Regions from separate parts of the Capra hircus genome. Here region 2 is linked to region 1. Evidence: chromatin contacts called from public Hi-C data. All regions are on one chromosome and are shown on one strand. Each heading gives the region's core, a stretch centred on a gene start, on an enhancer-like site or on the middle of the called end of the contact. The rest is flanking DNA. Distances are from core to core; before and after follow the strand shown. Region 1 overlaps PRKCH (protein kinase C eta type). Region 2 overlaps PRKCH (protein kinase C eta type).

Region 1 (4,509 bases), core at 340-2,839:
AGCTGTGAACTGGGTGCTCTGCGGACATCAGCACAGACCTCACAGTGGGGGTTTGAGACATTTGGGCTGAGGGCAGAACTGAATCCTCAGGTTATCTTATGCTCTTAATCAACCCCCCTTATTAGTTCTAGTTGAGAGTTTTATCCTGTTAGGTAGTTCAGTTCAGTTGCTCAGTCATGTCCGACTCTTTGCGACCCCACGGACTGTAGCACACCAGGCTTCCCTGTCCATCACCAACTCCTGGAGCTTACTCAAACTCATGTCCATTGAGTCGGTGATGCCATCCAACCATGTTATCCTCTGTCATCCTCTTCTCCTCGCGCCTTCAATCTTTCCCAGCATCAGGGTCTTAGGTAGTACTTGGTATGAAACCAGCAATGGCATTTCCCTCAAGGCTGGTCCAGTTCTGAAAATGCCTAAAAGGAGACTGCAAAATCAGGACTGAGGTATAGAACTGGCCTGTCTGCCCTGGGGCATCCTATGACCAGGTGAAGTCACATCCCTAGGGCCGCTCAGTTCCTTGCCCTGAGCAGCGGGGCCATGTCCCAAGACTTCTCTGTGCAGAGGGCATTGTGATGGGCAGCGTATGAAACTGATGACAAAGCGCTTTTCCCTCCCCAAACAAGTCCTGATACCTGTGACAGCTGCTGAGTAATAAGCAGTCAAACCGCTTAGCTGGGACGTTAGTCACAAGCTCTCTTGAGCAATCTCAGGTCGGCTCTTTAGACCATTGTAAGTTTCTGTTAGCACTTGCTTCTTCTACCCAAGGAGATCCTTTCCAAGCTCTCAGCAGGCACAGTGGCTTCAGGAGATTTTAGAAATGCAGCCACCATTTCTGGCAGTGTGAGAGTCAGAGGTTTCTGAGTGTAGGACCGCACAGAGGTGGGCTGCTGGGCTGGAACATGGTGCTGATAAAGCCAGACCCGAGGCTCAGATCCGCTAAGGCCTTGATCCCTCCTGGAGCCGATGAGAAGTGGCTGGCAGATATTAGAGATGACAGTGTTTGGACTGATGAGTCCCCAGAGGAGCCAGACAACCAGGCACTAATAGGGCCTTGAGTCTGAAATCACGTCTAGAAGAACAGCTGAGACCATGCTCTTGACAGTGGCTGTGACCAGAATCCTTCCTGCTCCCCTGCAACACACACACCTGTTCTTCTGGGATCCTGCCTTCATGTGGGCTAATAAATCTTGCTCATACTGTGTGTGTGTTGAGAGGGCAGGGGAGGAGGACACGGTTTCCACAGACCAGAGCCTACTGAAAGCTTGTGTGGGAAGTGGGATTCTGCCCAGGGAAAGGGGCAGGAGGCCGACTTGGGGGCCGGGGCCGGGTCTGGTTTAGAGGTGGAGGAGCCTCGCATTGCTGAAGTGGCACCCAGCATATCTCCGCCTGTCACCCGGGAGACGCCTGAAGCATAAGCTCAGAGTGGAGGCTGGCCTGAGAAAGTGCTGCAGCTCTCATCTCGCTTATCCAGGGATTCCTGGAAAATGGGACTTGGTTCTCCTGCCTGCGTGGCTTCCAGTGACCCCTGTCTGCAGGTCCCACGTGGTCCGGCCGCATCAACTTGCAGGGCCCAGTGTGGAAACCAGTCTTGCCAGTTCTGTCATCACCTGCCTCCCCCGAGTCGCAATGTGATCCCGGGCTGGACAGCGACCAGCCTCTTCTTCCCTTGGGCCAAGCAGCCCAACAGGCCTTTATTGTCAGAGCAGAGATGGGAAGACATGGGAAAACAGAGCCACGGATGCCCCGACACAGCCCCCTGGGGATGCGAAGGCCCAGAGCAGCAGTCAGTAGCCCCCGCTGTGGAGAGGCCCAGTGAGGGGCCACCATCACTCCGCATAGCACAGCCCCGGGAGGCCACGGCTACTGCAGCTTCCCACCTGGCAGTTGACTGCAGACCTCCAGGTCAGGGTGGTCGTCTAGCATCACTGCTGGCTGGGCAGCCTCCTTCCCTGCTAAGCCAGTGTGGTTGCCTCCGAGCACATCTTTCCTTCAAAGATCAAAGGATAGAGTTTGTCGCCCTGTAGGCAGGGCTGCTCCCCCAATCCTCCCCCAAGGCTAGACTGAGAGGCCCACAATAGGATGTAGGTGTGTGGGACTCTTTCCCAGCTTGCCATGGTGCCAGCTTCCCTCTGTTTTGATGCCTGGTAGGTGTGGCAATGGGAGACAGTTGGTGCCAGAAGCCTATGTCGGGGAGGGGGTGTTTAGGAGCACTGCCTTTCATTTGCAGACAGTTTTATTGACATTTGACCCATGTTCCTACTTCTGTCAATACCCTTCACCAAGCAGTTCTGCTGCTGGAAACTCACTTCCCTTGATTCTGCCCTTCCAGGTTAGGGGAGGGAGGGTGAGTGCTTTGCCTTGCACTCACTGTAATTTCTGAGGTTTCTATGTATCTGGGCTATACCCAAACAAACCCTGTTCTCACTTCTGTTTTGCTTTTCCCTGGTCATTAATGTCCCCACTAACCCACTGAATCTAAGGCAGAAACCCGGGAGTCATCAGTTCTGCTGCTGCTTCTCCTCATCTACCTCTAAGTGGTTATCAGGCCTTAATCCTGATAGTCTTTTCCCAAGCACTGCTGATTGATCCCTACTTTCCATTCCATCTGTCACTGTCCTAGTTCAGCTCTTAACATCTCTTCCCTGGACTCTCTCAGCTTCCCTCTAGCTGATCTTTTCTCATCAGCTGGAAAACTTAGTTAGAGAGCTTCAGTGGGTCATGTTTGCCTAATATCTAAGCATCAGAATTCCTTGGTGTGGTATGCAGGGCCCTTCACAGTATGGACTTAACTCGGTGTTCTAGCCCTGGCATTTTGATGGCCCCAGTGTTTCATGTGAGTCCTCGTATGCCACATGGGGTTCCTGAGCCCACCTCATCTCTGCTCTTGCTCTGTGCACTGGCCCTGTCCACCTGCCCACGGTGACCGTCTCATACCACTTCCCACCTGGAAGACTGACTCACACTGTAAGACCCAGCTCAGTTTCTGCCTCTACTGTGGCACAGACCTCTGTCCTGCCGCTAATAGGAATGAATTGTTCCTTCTTATTTTTCTCTCACAGCACGTGGTTCCTACTTCTCTCATGCCATTTGTATTACACAACAGTTGGTTCTGTCTTCCTCCCCCATCACTCTCCTTTCCTCTTTCCCCCAATATATGTGTGTATGTATACACACATATTTATGTATCTACACACACACACACACACTCATCTATGTGTATATACTTTGAACAAAGATTTATTGAGTGCACTATGCTAGGCACAGTGTGAACCAGATGCATCTGATGCCTCCTCCATGGAGCTGACAGTCTGGTGAATATCTGTCTCCCAAACACACAGTGCGGTCCTTAGGGAGAAGGGTCATCTTGCTCTTGATGCCCATCACAGTGTGTGCCGCACAGTGGCCACGTGCTCTAGGACTTCACCGAGCGAAGGCCAGTGGGCAGAGATAGATGCCACAGAACAGGGTGTAGGGTGGGTGGATGTCTCCTGTATAGGTGGTCAGTGGGAAGCCTGGCAGTCACATTGTCAGTTTTTAATGGGCAGCCTGTGTTTTGATATGTGGTTAGCCCATTCAGATGGAACCATCATCCAGGACTACGAGGCAGATTTCAAGAGTGGATCTCAATCTGTTATCCACATAACACAAAGAAGTGTGTCCCCTTTGAAGGGTGGGTGCAGAAAGCTCTCCTGGCTGTGTGACCCGCCATCTTGTGACCCAGCTCAGCCAGGTAGATGGTTTGGGGCCCGGCTGCCCCACCATATTTGCTGCTCTGTGTTTCTTGCAGAGATCTGAAACTGGACAACGTACTGTTGGACCACGAGGGCCACTGCAAACTGGCAGATTTCGGGATGTGCAAGGAGGGGATCTGCAACGGGGTTACCACCGCCACCTTCTGCGGCACGCCTGACTACATTGCTCCGGAGGTGAGTGTGCTCATTGCTTAAGCAGCTTTGGGAATCCAGACTCCCCAGCAGCCCCATCGGAAAGGCAAGGCCAAGCAGACGCTGCAGCTTGTGGGCAGCGTTGAAAGCTGACACCTCCAGACTCCTCTCTGGCCCCTTGTGTGAATGATGGCTGAAAATGTCCTTGGTTCCTCCAGTACAAATTCAAGTCCAAAAGAGTTTTGTAAACTTTGCAGTTGCTTCAGGCTTTAGCCCTGAATGAGGACAAAGTGCTCTCTACACCTGGCCCATTTAATTTTCTTCTTTGTCTCTACACAGAGCTTTGATTCTGGCCTCATTTGGTAGAAATAACCACAAGCTCTTGAATTGCCCCCATATGAATGAGTGAGCCCATCTCCTCCTCCTCCACAGATGTAGTCCCAAAGCGCTTTCTGGTTCGGATCTGCGTATACTATTACTTTGGCCTAAGTAGATCATAGATGTTTGACCACCGGAATGAGAAGGCCTCTGATTTGACCCCAGGAAAATATACCCCAATCTGGAGATGGACTGAAACATGCATGCCAGGGCAGGAAATTCCCTTGCTTTACTTCAGCTCCTA
Region 2 (4,642 bases), core at 2,137-4,636, 64 kb before region 1:
GATGTGAGACGTGGGAGCCACTCTCCAGCATTTGCATGTCACTTCATTGTGAAGATGCTCGTAGAAGCAGCGCTTCTCTCACTGTCCAGGCCTGCGGAATGAGTGTCTCTGAGGCCCAGGAGAAAGGAAGCAACTTGCCAAGGCTCCCTTGAGCTGAGTGGTGGAAACAAGGTTCATCTCTGGGTCAGGCTGACTCTGGAGTCCGGCTCTGTCCACTTGGTATCTTGTACAACATAGAGGTTGTTGATTCAGCATCTGCTTAAGCCCCTCCTGTCTGCACTGGCTCCCCTCCAACCTGTTGATATGGCAGCAGCCTTGCCCTTGGAAAAGGAAGCTGAGTCCTTCCAACTCTGTTTTCCTCTGTCTGAATGGCTTGCAACTCCCTTAAAATTCCTTTGAGCCCTAGAGTTCTTGTGGTGGAGATGAAAGTGGGGTTGCTGTGAGGACCAAAGGTGAGAATGCAGACACGCTCTGGCCACACGCATGACATGGTTCAGAAGAGAACCAGCTGGGTATGGTGATGACTGCCTCCTTCCCCACACCAAAACATGTCCTGGGACTCCCAGGGGCCAGCACAGACCCTACATGACGGTGACAATAAGCACTCACAAAATAGGGATTTGGGAGCTCTTTTTGTTCTTGGTCAAAACAAAAAGATAAGCAAATTTCAAATATTAGATAATTTAACAAGTTTGCTATGTAGAATTATGGACCCATGAATTATTGCCCCAGATTTTTTTTTCATAATACATATTACTTGCAAGTACATCATTCCATTGGCATTCTCATAAATTTCTGAAAGCATTGTAAATTCTAATAGTTTGTGAATAATTCGTTAATCTGGATCATGGCTTACAGTCTGGATCAATGCTTATACTCTTGGATCTGTTGATTTTATTTCTGATAACCTAGCCAAAGAAAGCAACATAAAGAATAAGATGTTATGCATTAATATGGTTAATTTTCAGTACATGATTTATATTAGGAAGATACTGGAAACAACCTCAGTCTTCAGCAATGGGAATCTACTTAAAAAATGTACTACTTGATGAAGGTTTTTGGCCAGTAGAGATATGATTGAATATTAAGTAGTATAACACACTAAAGTAACACACTAAAGATTGTGTGTTACTTTCAGAAGCATCTAACATATATGATTTATTCCATACAATTCTTACATCAGCCCTAGAAGATGGATACAATTATTATCTTTATTTTGCTGAGTGATAAAGTGAAGGAGGAGCTAAATTACTTGCCCCAAATTAAACAGAGTAAATGGTGGGACAAGAGATGGGAGGCCAGGGAATAGTATAGAATTTATGATAATTAGCAGTGTGAATCCATTTCAGGTTCCTCCTGGGAGAGCAACTTGGCAAACCTGTCCCCTCCTCAAAAAAAAAAAAAAAAAAAAAAAGCCAGAAAGGAAATGATGCCAGTAAACTATCAGGGACTCTCATGAAGGCAGTGGAATTATGGATGCTCTTTTTCTTCTTTGTTCTGTTTGCCAGTTCCTGCAACGTGCTTCTGTTTCTTTGTCGATGGGGTGGGGGCAGTGAGGCCTCCTGAAGCCAGGAGGGCCCAGGTCCGGCTGCTAGCCTGGGGTACACTGCCTTTCCCACCCTTTCAGGTTAAATTCACTTCACACTCCTTTCATCTTAATCAGGGACTGTTGTGGCAGCTGAGCCTGCTGGCATTTATGGCCTGGAATCCGGGTCTCCCCACCCCCAGCTCCCGGGGCTCTCCTTGGCGCTCCTGGAGCCTGGCTGAGAGCTGAGGGCCGAGACCAGGAGGAACAAAGAGGCAGCGGCAGCAGGAGGGGGAGCGGCAGAGTAAATGCTGGTCAGATGCTTGAGGCTTTGTTCAGAGACCCAGTTTGTTAGAGCAAAGGTTTCCGTTTGGAAAACAGGACACGCTGTGCCCAGTGCCCAGGCCGCGTTGGAGCCATGAGCACGTTTGTGCGCTGGTGATCTGCTGCCCTGGGTGGAGGAGGCATTACACAGAACCTCCTTTTACAAGGACAGCAGCTGGGTGCTCTTACCTCCCTACTTCTGGGGTGTCGTCAGGTGGCCCCTGCAGGGGGGTGCTCACAGAGCAGTGCAGCTGGAGTTCCTGGCAGGGGCCATCGCTTTCTCTAAGGGGCCGCACCTCAGTGTCCATCAGTAAAGCAGAAACCCTGCCTTTGAAGGGCAGGGTGGCTAGGAATCTTGTGACCCAAGTGCTGTCAGCTCACCTAACCGGTGCAAACTGACCTCAGTGCACATAAGTCACACTTAAAATATGTCTGAAGATCACCCAGCAACAGGGGTGCAGGGGAACAACCCTGAGTTGAGTTATTTTCTCTATCATTATGTTAAATATTAGCAGAGGGGTGTACGTGTCAAAGAGAGACACACACAGGAGAGATGGGCAGCAGGCTCATCCTGTTGCCCTGATGTGCATTTTTGGAATCTCGTCAGGAGGGGACTGCACTGCAGCCTTCCATAGGCGAGCTCTGGGTTCTCATCCTGGCCAGGCTAACAGCACCCTTGTCTTGAAGAAGGTCCCCTGCCTATTATCAGGCAGGAATAAAGGCAGGTTAAAAGAAAGACCATTTCTTCTTAACCTGTTTGAAACTGGGCTTCCTCCTTCCGTTGAGCAATGAGTGCCGTAAACACAATGTGGTCTGTTTATGGGTCACTTGGTATAGTTTGCCTTTGGCTCAGATCAAAATAGAAAACCAGCCAGAACGTGGTGTTTCCCAGTTGGGCATGTTCCTGACATTAATCATGTTCCCACTGGGGACAGAATGCACATGGGCCGTCTCTGGGCTCTGAATTTCTAGCGGGGGGCGGAGGGGGCTGATTTAGGACCTTTGCTTCTGTCCCCGGAGGCTTCCCAGCTTCCCGACTATCTGTGACTCAATAGGGTCGTGAAAATGAATGAGAAATAGGAGAACCCGGAGTTCTTGCTGTTCCTTTGGCTGTCTCTGCTTGGGGAGGATGCCAGAACACTTGGTGTGACCAAAGGGCTTGAAAGGGTTGGCATGTGTTTCCTTTTGAGGTTATTCAGCTGCAACTGGCCTTGTCACTAGCTGTCACCCACGGTGATGACCTAGAGATGGCCTGGACCCCCCAGCTCCAGTGTGTGGAGGCGGTTCACAGATGGTGTGTCATTTCCTTTGACTTGGCCGAGACTTGCCGGGGTCAGACTCGGCCCCTGTGTGTCTGATGACTGGCGAAGCTCTGTGGTAGGGAGCATTGGTTACGGTTTTCCCTAACCATGCCTGGGAACCTGCCAAACTATGGGTGCTCAGACCTCAGTGGGGCTCTGTTCTAAAGCTCCGGGCTGGAAGTGCTGGGAGTGGCTCCAGGCATGAGAACGTGAGGGGCTTTCTGCCAAATAGTTTAGTGACAAGTCAGCCAGTCCAGAATCACACTGATGGAGGGCAAGGGAAAGAAACAGTGTTTGCAATGCTCAGTCTGGCTGGCAAGAGGAGAGTCATACACATGGCATAGACAGTATAAGGACTGTATTTCCTCCCTGCTACAAAAGGGAAGGTAGCTGAAAAGGAGCTCTGGATTCCGGGGGAAATTTTTACCTCTGGGCCAGTCTTTCCTCAGAAGGGCAACCAGAATAGAAGACTAACAGTCCAACTAGCACCCTAGGGTGGCCTGCGGGTATTTCCCTGGGAAGCTGGGTTGGCCTTTGTCAGGACCAACTAGGACCTTGGGGCCAAGACCTAAGGCAACATCTGTGGGTGGCTGGAGCAAGCCCCTCCAGAATCATGCAGTCTAGAAACCCAACTGCACTGGGTGGAAACCATAGACTCTTGTCCTGTAGTTTTGAAATACTTGCTTTTTCCATAATTACTTCATCACTGGTCAGAACACAGCTATGTCTATCTCTTCTCAGGCTCCAGGTCGAGGGTCTCTCAGGACAAAGTCAGCTCTGTCTGTCAGTATAAACTTTGCCAGCCTGAAATTTCAGAGACTCGTCCACCAGTTGGTGAAGATCGGGGGTGTTCGTTCATTCGGCAAATGTGCACAGAGTTCCTCCAGGGTGTAGGCCCGGCTCTGAGCCCTGAGGACACGGTGGTGGACAAAGCAGGAAGGAGCCCCTTCCCTCATGGAGCCGGTGTCCTCCTGGGGAATTCGGGACCTGAGTAGCAGGTCCAGAGCAGAGAGTCACCCCTCTGTGGTGGGCTGGTCATGGTCGAATTTCTGGGATTACTTTTAGGGCAGGCTCAGAGCAGCCATCTTGTATATTCCCATCTGGTGCAGGGAATTGAAGACCTGATGGAGATTCCTGGGGGCAGTGAGGGCAACAGGCTTGGAGTCCAAAGCAGGAGGTGTCATGGCTAAGCAGCAGCTAAGCTTACTTGCCACGCTCACTATTGCTGTTGGTACAGAGTTCCTTATGCTGCTGGGAAGACTGATCTCTTCCCTGAGAGCCCCACAGGAGGCTGCAGGGACAACATTCCCTGCCCCCACCCCTATATCCATGCCTTCAGGACTGACTGCTCCTGTGCAGGGTTCCTTTTCCTGCCTTCTGAAGCCAGAGAGTACCTCGGCTCCTCTCACCAGAGACCCTCCATGCTGCAGCGGCAGAGGCTTTGGCAGGCCCTGTCTCCCCTTTAGGGCCACCCAGGGAGTTCCTGTTTCTC

Evidence for each region. Hi-C and Micro-C count contacts between places; a contact is called where the count stands out from the background.
Region 2: a contact with region 1 is called in a Hi-C map of blood, with 2.5 times the contacts expected there. The contact joins two enhancer-like sites. A contact is called at or near these places in 2 of 5 Hi-C or Micro-C datasets (both in blood).

What each region holds. Positions count from the first base shown.
Region 1 is chr10:29,530,666-29,535,174 of ARS1.2, reverse strand. PRKCH (protein kinase C eta type) reads left to right here. Exons shown (of 14, transcript XM_018054083.1): 11 at 3,791-3,929. Among named protein-coding and RNA genes, the nearest start is that of HIF1A, 190 kb to the right of the region's middle. Within about 2 kb of position 1,589, at least 5 of the 5 cell types and tissues checked have an H3K27ac peak or open chromatin away from gene starts, as enhancers often do.
Region 2 is chr10:29,596,380-29,601,021 of ARS1.2, reverse strand. The region is part of intron 9 of PRKCH (protein kinase C eta type); the gene reads left to right. Among named protein-coding and RNA genes, the nearest start is that of PRKCH, 150 kb to the left of the region's middle. Within about 2 kb of position 3,386, at least 4 of the 5 cell types and tissues checked have an H3K27ac peak or open chromatin away from gene starts, as enhancers often do.